Regions from separate parts of the Rattus norvegicus genome. Here region 1 is linked to region 2. A link is a contact called in public Hi-C data. All regions are on one chromosome and are shown on one strand. Each heading gives the region's core, a stretch centred on a gene start, on an enhancer-like site or on the middle of the called end of the contact. The rest is flanking DNA. Distances are from core to core; before and after follow the strand shown. Region 1 overlaps Pde7a (phosphodiesterase 7A). Region 2 overlaps Pde7a (phosphodiesterase 7A).

Region 1 (3,757 bases), core at 21-2,520, 52 kb after region 2:
CTCAGGCCATCGCTCAGCAGGCAGATCCACTTAGCTTCCTTCCAGTGCACCTTGGTCTCTACATATCCCCAAAGACACCCACTGTTGAATTTAGGTCTTGTCCCAATAACAAATGATCTCCTCTTATATGATTATAAAGATATTTACTCTAAGTCAGGTCACACTGTGAGGTTCCTGCCAGAATTTATGATACATAAATTTCAGCCATTGTCTATCAATCAAAACCACAGTGGGTTGCTTTAGTTGAACTTACTCATCTAAGGTAATACAAAAAATCTTGGGGTTCTTCATGTAATTTTCCATTTTTTTTTCCGGAGCTGAGGACCGAACCCAGGGCCTGAGAGAGAGAGAGAGAGAGAGAGAGAGAGAGAGAGAGAGAGAGAGAGAGAGAGAGAGCGCGAGCGAGCGCGCCCCATCACACCTCTATACTTTGTATCCATTAAGCCTGCAGTGTTCTCTTCCATGCTATACATTAAACACTACGCTTGGCGTCAGTTTTCTTTATAGCTGAATTTGCATGTTACTACAACTACACATTATTATACTGAGTGAAGTAATATAGACCTTTTATTTGTGGAAGTTAACTCAGACTCTTTATAACGTGGAGTAACTATAGATAGTAACGTGGAGAAACCTAAAAGGGCCCATGATAGGGATGGGACAACAACCACAGGAACACTAGAAGGGGGTAACAGGACACAGTTGCTAGGAAAGGGGGAACATGGGAGAAGATGACTGGGGAAGACTTACCTGTGGAGGGAAGAGAAATGGCAAGACTGCTGGAGAAGTAGAAAAGACACACAAGATGACTGAAAAGGCCACAGGGAATAATTTTATGCTTGCTTAAAACTGCCCTCAACACGTGCACACGTGTACACACACACACACACACACACACACACACACACACACACACACTCACACACACACACTCACACACACACATACTCACACACTCACACACACACACACTCACTCCTATGCATATATGTTGTTTAATTGAAGATATTCTAATTAAGGTTAACAATGCTTCCCTAAACACCATTAACTAGCAAATACCCCAGTGCCAGGCACAGGAAACCTTTTGAGTTGTTGCTCAAGGGAGTCCAAGAGACCTCAAAACAGCGTAGGATAGCTGCTGCCCTTGGTACTTTCCAGAAAATGCCCTTTTGAAGACACTATACACTTTGGACACCAGATCTGGAGGAATCTGAGGACTAGCTCACACAGTATTGAAGGAGTCACACAACCTGCCAAGGGACAAAGGCAATCAATGGCACCATCCTGCAGTGTCAGCAAACCATGACGCCCAGTGTGGAAGGCTCTGAAAGGTGCCATTGTGGCACTTCTATCCTGGAGGAAGAATCTAGCTGGACTGAAAATTAGAAATTGATGATAAATTTCCAGGCAGGAGATATTACACCTAGCAATTGTGCCAAGAAGGCAAGATACAAAGGAACAAACTGTGTGTGTGTGTGTGTGTGTGTGTGTGTGTGTGTGTGTGTGTGTGTGTGTGTCTTTTATCTGAAGATTCAGGAAAGCTGGGAGAGGGCCGGTACTGTGGTCACCAGGAGCTAAAGGTGGGTAGAGCAAAAGGGAGGGCAGGTGGGGGCTGGTAGTGTTGCTGATCTGAGAGCAAAGGCTTAAAACTACAGGCTACAACCTTCTAAACACAAAGAGGTTGCACAACACTTGTCTACTTGAAATATATCTATGTTTACAGTTAATGTCAGGCTCAGGAACACAGTGATGAATACATTACTATTTTACTAAATTCACTAAAGTCTGGTCTTCTCAGAATTTTAAAATTCTACTTGGACAATGTTCACACTGAACTAATAAATTCAAATCATTTTAAAATGGGTAGGTTTCCAAGAATATCTTTGTTGATTTTAGATTACAAAAAGTTCTCATTACATAATAAGAAATCACCAAAGTATAAAGATAGTGAAAACTGCCACAATTTTCACTACCCAAAGACAGCTACAACCTTATACATCTTATGTATTGATATTCTGGTATCTATAGCATCATCATGATTTTACCTATAAATATAGATGCTACCTAGGAAGCTACATTAATTAGCTAGGCATGGTAACACTTGCCTATCATCCCAGCACTTAGAAGGTGGAGGACAGCTGCACAGTGAGATCTCAAAAATGCCTTCCCTCCCTGAAAGAGAGGGAGGGAGAAGGGAGGGAAGGCAAGCAGGTAACTTACCATTTTCAACTAATTTACTCCCTCACTCAAATGGTTGTGTAATTTTCCCATGATAAATCTGGCTATATGGCATCACTTTATTGAATATTGTTTTCTGTTAAATTAAAATGTCATCAATTGATTTGAGATATAGCTAGCTGGTTGAGTGCCTGCTTAGCACATCTAAAGCATTGGTTTTGGTCCTTAGCACTGCAAAGATAAAATACTATAAATTTAACCAATTCTCTACTGGCGAATGCTACAATACCTTTTATTTAATACAAAGTGTTATATAGAAAGATGCAGATACAGGGTTGACAAAATGGTTTGGCAGGTAAAGGTGTTTGCCACTAAGCCTGATGACTTGGGTACATTCCCAAGAACCCACATAGCAGAAGGAAAGAACTGACTCCTGCAAGTCATCCTCTGACTTGCATACATACTGTAGCATGCGCAGGCACAAGCAAACGCGAAAGCGTGTGTGCATGCACAGTACACACACATTTAAAAAAATCACGGACATAAATCTGAACCTATTTAAAACTAAAATGCTGCATTGACAAATTCCAGGATTCAAAAAAAGTTGTTATAGTCACTTAAAAATTTTCATTTGCTAGGCTGAAGAGATAAATGGCTCAGTAATTACCAGCAATGACTGCTCTTCCAGAGGAACCAGGTTTGATTCCTAGCAACCAAGCGATGGCTCACAATCATCTCTAAACTCCAGCTCCATTCCTATCCCCTACCCCTACACACACACACACACACACACACACACACACACACACACACACACACACACTCTCACACTCATTTTACAAAGAATAATCATGTGCTCACATCTTGCCAATACAAGAGTAGTTCCCTGCCCTCCCTCAACAATCATTTGTTGTTTCCTTTGCTATCAGAAGCTGTGCACATTTTCTTATGTGCTTCTTAGAAAGCTCCAATCTCCTGACAACTATTAACAGGTATTCTTGTTTTTAAGAGTCAGATGATACTGCCTCTGTTAAAATCAACTTTTTCACCCTTTCATTGTTTTTCTTAAAATGTTTATATAATGAACTGACACAAAAAGAGATTGAAGACAATTTAGAAAGAGTAATGGATGACTGAAGTTACACTCCTAACTTCTCTGCTTTCCAGCTGTGTAACCTACACACTCTGTATACCTTTAAAATGTTGGGGGTGGAATTATTAAAACTGTCCCTTTCAAACATTCTCAGAGTCATGAAAACAGCTGAGACTAAGAATAATGAAAACCACGGAGAAGGCAGGCATGGCGGCACACAACCGCAACCCTAGCATGTGGGAGATGGAGGAAGGAAGGCTCCAAATTCAAAGCCCAGGCTGCGCAGTGACTCCTCCCACATCAGAAAAGACACATGCCTGTACAGCCACAAGGATAAAACAACAGTAAGGAGACAGATAACACAGCAAGCAGCAGCTCTCGTTATGTCGAGCACACTCCTGAAGTCTTCAGGAGACTGATCGGGACCTCAACTTCATCTTCAAGTTTCTTTTTCTTTCTTTAAACATTTACATTTATTTTGTGTGT
Region 2 (3,690 bases), core at 203-2,702:
AAGAAGTCTCTATTAGGAAACTGTCCTTCTCTGTCTGAAGTTATATAGTAAAGTGTGTGGACACTCCTGCAGACCCGTGCTTAGCTGTGTGTCCTTACAATTGTCATGTTTTCTTTCCAGACAGAGTGTCTCAAGGTCCCTCACTGTCTGCATAGGGTCTGGCTGTGGTCTCTATTTGTTCTCATCTGCGGGAGGAAGCAGGGAGACTAAAGTTTCTAGTGTGTGTGACAGCAATTGTTCGTGTGCACAGAAGGTGCTAGCTACTCAGCTTTTTCTAATTCCTATTTTTCTCATAAAGGATCCTGTAATGATGTTTTGTGTGTAAACCCTTCTCACGGAGTCTGACTCCCTCACTCCTCAGAGATAGGGCAGGCAAGTGAAAAAGCTTGTGTCATTAGTGTGTGACACACAGGCCTTGCTGGAGAGTACAATTCCTATGAGTAAATTAGTTTCCAGAATTGTCCTGGGAGAACTTCCAAAATACAATCTAATAAAGGGCCAGGAACTACAGATCAGTAGGAAAACACCCATTCTGTGACACTGTTGGAAATATGCATTTTCTTCACACCTGATCCCCCTCTACCCCTTGTCTCTGCCTGCACCCCCCCCCCACCCCCGGAGAAACAAAAGCAAAGTCCTTACACTGAAAACTCCAATAGTGCATCTTCTAGGGCAACGATTAAGTCTGGAAGGCTGCACCTAGTCTTCCTTTCAACCTAGTTAAACCTGATGCACTGTACAGGGAGCCATCAGGCTGAATGAATACTAACATTTAGGATATAGGAAAGAGGAGGCATTTGGAAACGGGAAGGAAGCCAGTACCCTTCATTAGATAATTACTAAAAAGCTCACCCTCTGGCCAAAGTACACGAAAACCCAACTCTCTTCCCAGTACTCAGATGGGCTCACTCTGGGACACAAAGCGAGTTATTACTCATTTCCCAGCACAACAGACAACAGATTGAACTTGTCTTATTAGAGCTCGGCCATTATCAAGTTTGGACTATTGAAACTTCCCAGACTTGTTCTGGTTTTCACGCAATGCTGCTTTGTGATAACAGCTTAGAAAGCTGAAGGCATACAAAAGTTCACGTTTTTATCAGAGAGTACCCTGCTCCATGGCATAGCCGTAGACCAACCAGCACCACCAAAGCAAATGAGCAAAGGCACTGTGTCCAGGCATCCTTTCTCCATATTTCTGGACCAGAAAATAAAGTGGAGAAGAGTAGGTGATTTTTAAAAATATACTGTTTTCCCCCTCATCATAGTAGAAAGTAAATAGGAAATACAAGTTCTAGGCTAAGAAGAGAAAAGGGCTGGAGACAGCTACACTGAGCAGCAGGCTCCTGTCTTTCCCACAGGGACTCCCTGCTACCCAAGCCACACGCAGCAGGGCACAGCTATGAGATCAGAAAGGTCCTTCGCGGAAAAGCCCTTGGCTCCCGGAAGACACAGTCGCCTGCTGCAGTAACCCACAAGGGGGCGCCCTGTAATCACTTCCTCGGTGCACAAAGACTTACTAGGAAATTACTGCTCGGGTCTTCATTTTTATAAAGTACTTTAAGGTTTTAGCTCTAGCTTAGTCAATTCTGTGCGGAACAAAGATTGAATAAAACTTCTAAATATTTTCTGTATTCTAATTTTTCTTCCCCTTCCCCAGTTTTCCTTAAAAAAAAAAAAAGTGCAAGCCATATCTAAAAGTCATTTCAAACAGGGTAATTGTAGTTATCCTACATATATGAGACACGTTTTTCCTAAGAAGAATTTTTCGTCTTAGCATGTCTCAGCATGTACAGACAGACAAGCACTGCTCCAGGCTGCTGTGAGCAATGTTATCCAGATGCCTGTGCTGAGAATGGAGACAGAATGGAGGAGTGGGTGAAGACAGGCTGAACCCCTGAGGTCTCCAGCTCCGTAAGGTAAAGCAGATCACTTAAGGTCTCTGCATGCCGCTCAGCTCTTTATCTGTAAAGGCTTCTAAGGACTGAAGGCTGGCAGCAATTGAGACAATACACACAATGTCTCTACAGTTTTGGGGAAAGAAGCAAGCGCTCAATAAATATAATTATAAAGCATAAATTATATGTCTATTACAAATGCTAATTATAAACATTAAGTACTTCAAAAACATAACCTTATACTTTTAACTTTTAAAATTCGATTTATTTTTTATGGTTACATATTTAATATTGAAAACCATTGTGTATGTAAGTACTTCAGAACTAACTGCAAATTTACCAAATTTCAAAATACTCTGATAGAACGTCAAATGTATATGTACTAAAAATGTTACTATGAATAGTAAGTGACCCACTCACGATCTCAAAGTAGAGGAATTCTACTAAGAACAAACTGTATCATCAGTATGTTCCTCTTAAGCAACTCTTATATCCCTGGTTTACAGAATTATTGATCATTCTGATGACTTAATGATTAAATAAGAGATACAAAGTTCTTTGAAACTCTTCTTTTTTGGGGGGAGGGGGTCAAGACAGGATTTCTCTGTGTAGCCCTGGCTGTCCTGGAACTCACTCTCTGTCACCCAGGCTGGTCTTGAATTCACAGAGCTTAACTTGGCTTTGCCTCCCAAGTGCTGGGATCAGAGGCAGAGCCAGCCACTACATGAAATTTTCAATTCCCTATTAGTCAGCTGGGAGAGAAGGGGAAGGAAGTACAGAACTTCAGCAGTGACTTCTTCAAAGAACAGTTGCAAAATCACATCAGGGTGAAGTTCAGCCTCACCAGCTCTGTAGAGTCCAGAGGGCAACAACCTTTAAACAGGATTAAGGTCCAATCCATACCAGCCTGCCTAGTTTATGCAACAAAGCTACTGAAGATAACTATAATACTGGCTTCTTCCAAGTCTGGGACAAAGCAATGAGAACCAATGGTTCTTAAATGCAGCTATTGGAGAACATTCTGGAAACTAGCCTGACATTTCCTAATGCATCAACATGGCAGTGCTCATCTCCACATGAACCAATTGGTAAGGGAACTTCCATGAATAGGAGTAGGAACTGGTCACTGGCAGGGGAAAAGGATGTAGTGTGTGTGTGTGTGTGTGTGAGAGTGTGTGTACACATGATGGTGCCAGACGACAGCTTGCAGAAATGATTCCCTCCTTCCACCATGTGGATAGTGGCAACTTAATCCAAGTCTTCCTGCTTGGCTGCAATCACCTTCACCTACTGATCCATGTCACTGGCCCACTTTTCTTCTTTTAGTGAACTGTTTTGTGAACAAAGGTAAACAGTATTTCAAATAAGCCATTTGCACTGTGCCATGCTTCCATGCACCATACTTGTACAAAGTTGGCTCTCTCCTTCACCATGTGGGGCCTGGATACTGAACTCAGCTTGGTGACAAATACCTTTACCAACTATGCCATCTTGCCATGGTGAAAGGAAACAACCACAGGCCAACACACCTGAGAACTATGGGGAAATCTAAGGAGACGCTGTATGTTTTCAACGGTCAGTTGCTGTAATGAAGACAATGTAAAGAACCCTGAACCTGGTTAATAGTTAATAAAGATTATCTTGAGGTACTGCAAATAAGACCCTGTAAGTGTTGAGGTTTGGCCTTTCGGTATGTATTGTAATGCTAAATACTGGTGTCCCAAGGTCAAGAGAATCCACACACAGACCTAAGTGACACTGTAACCCTGCCTCCCAAGTTATCCCTCATTGG

Evidence for each region. Hi-C and Micro-C count contacts between places; a contact is called where the count stands out from the background.
Region 1: a contact with region 2 is called in a Hi-C map of liver, with 4 times the contacts expected there. The contact joins two enhancer-like sites. A contact is called at or near these places in 8 of 12 Hi-C or Micro-C datasets (the Rat2 cell line, Schwann cells, frontal cortex and 4 more).

What each region holds. Positions count from the first base shown.
Region 1 is chr2:103,707,316-103,711,072 of GRCr8, forward strand. The region is part of intron 1 of Pde7a (phosphodiesterase 7A); the gene reads right to left. Among named protein-coding and RNA genes, the nearest start is that of Pde7a, 14 kb to the right of the region's middle. Within about 2 kb of position 1,271, at least 3 of the 93 cell types and tissues checked have an H3K27ac peak or open chromatin away from gene starts, as enhancers often do. A contact at or near this core is called in liver, where this site is marked.
Region 2 is chr2:103,654,684-103,658,373 of GRCr8, forward strand. The region is part of intron 3 of Pde7a (phosphodiesterase 7A); the gene reads right to left. Among named protein-coding and RNA genes, the nearest start is that of Mtfr1, 61 kb to the left of the region's middle. Within about 2 kb of position 1,453, at least 11 of the 93 cell types and tissues checked have an H3K27ac peak or open chromatin away from gene starts, as enhancers often do. A contact at or near this core is called in liver, where this site is marked.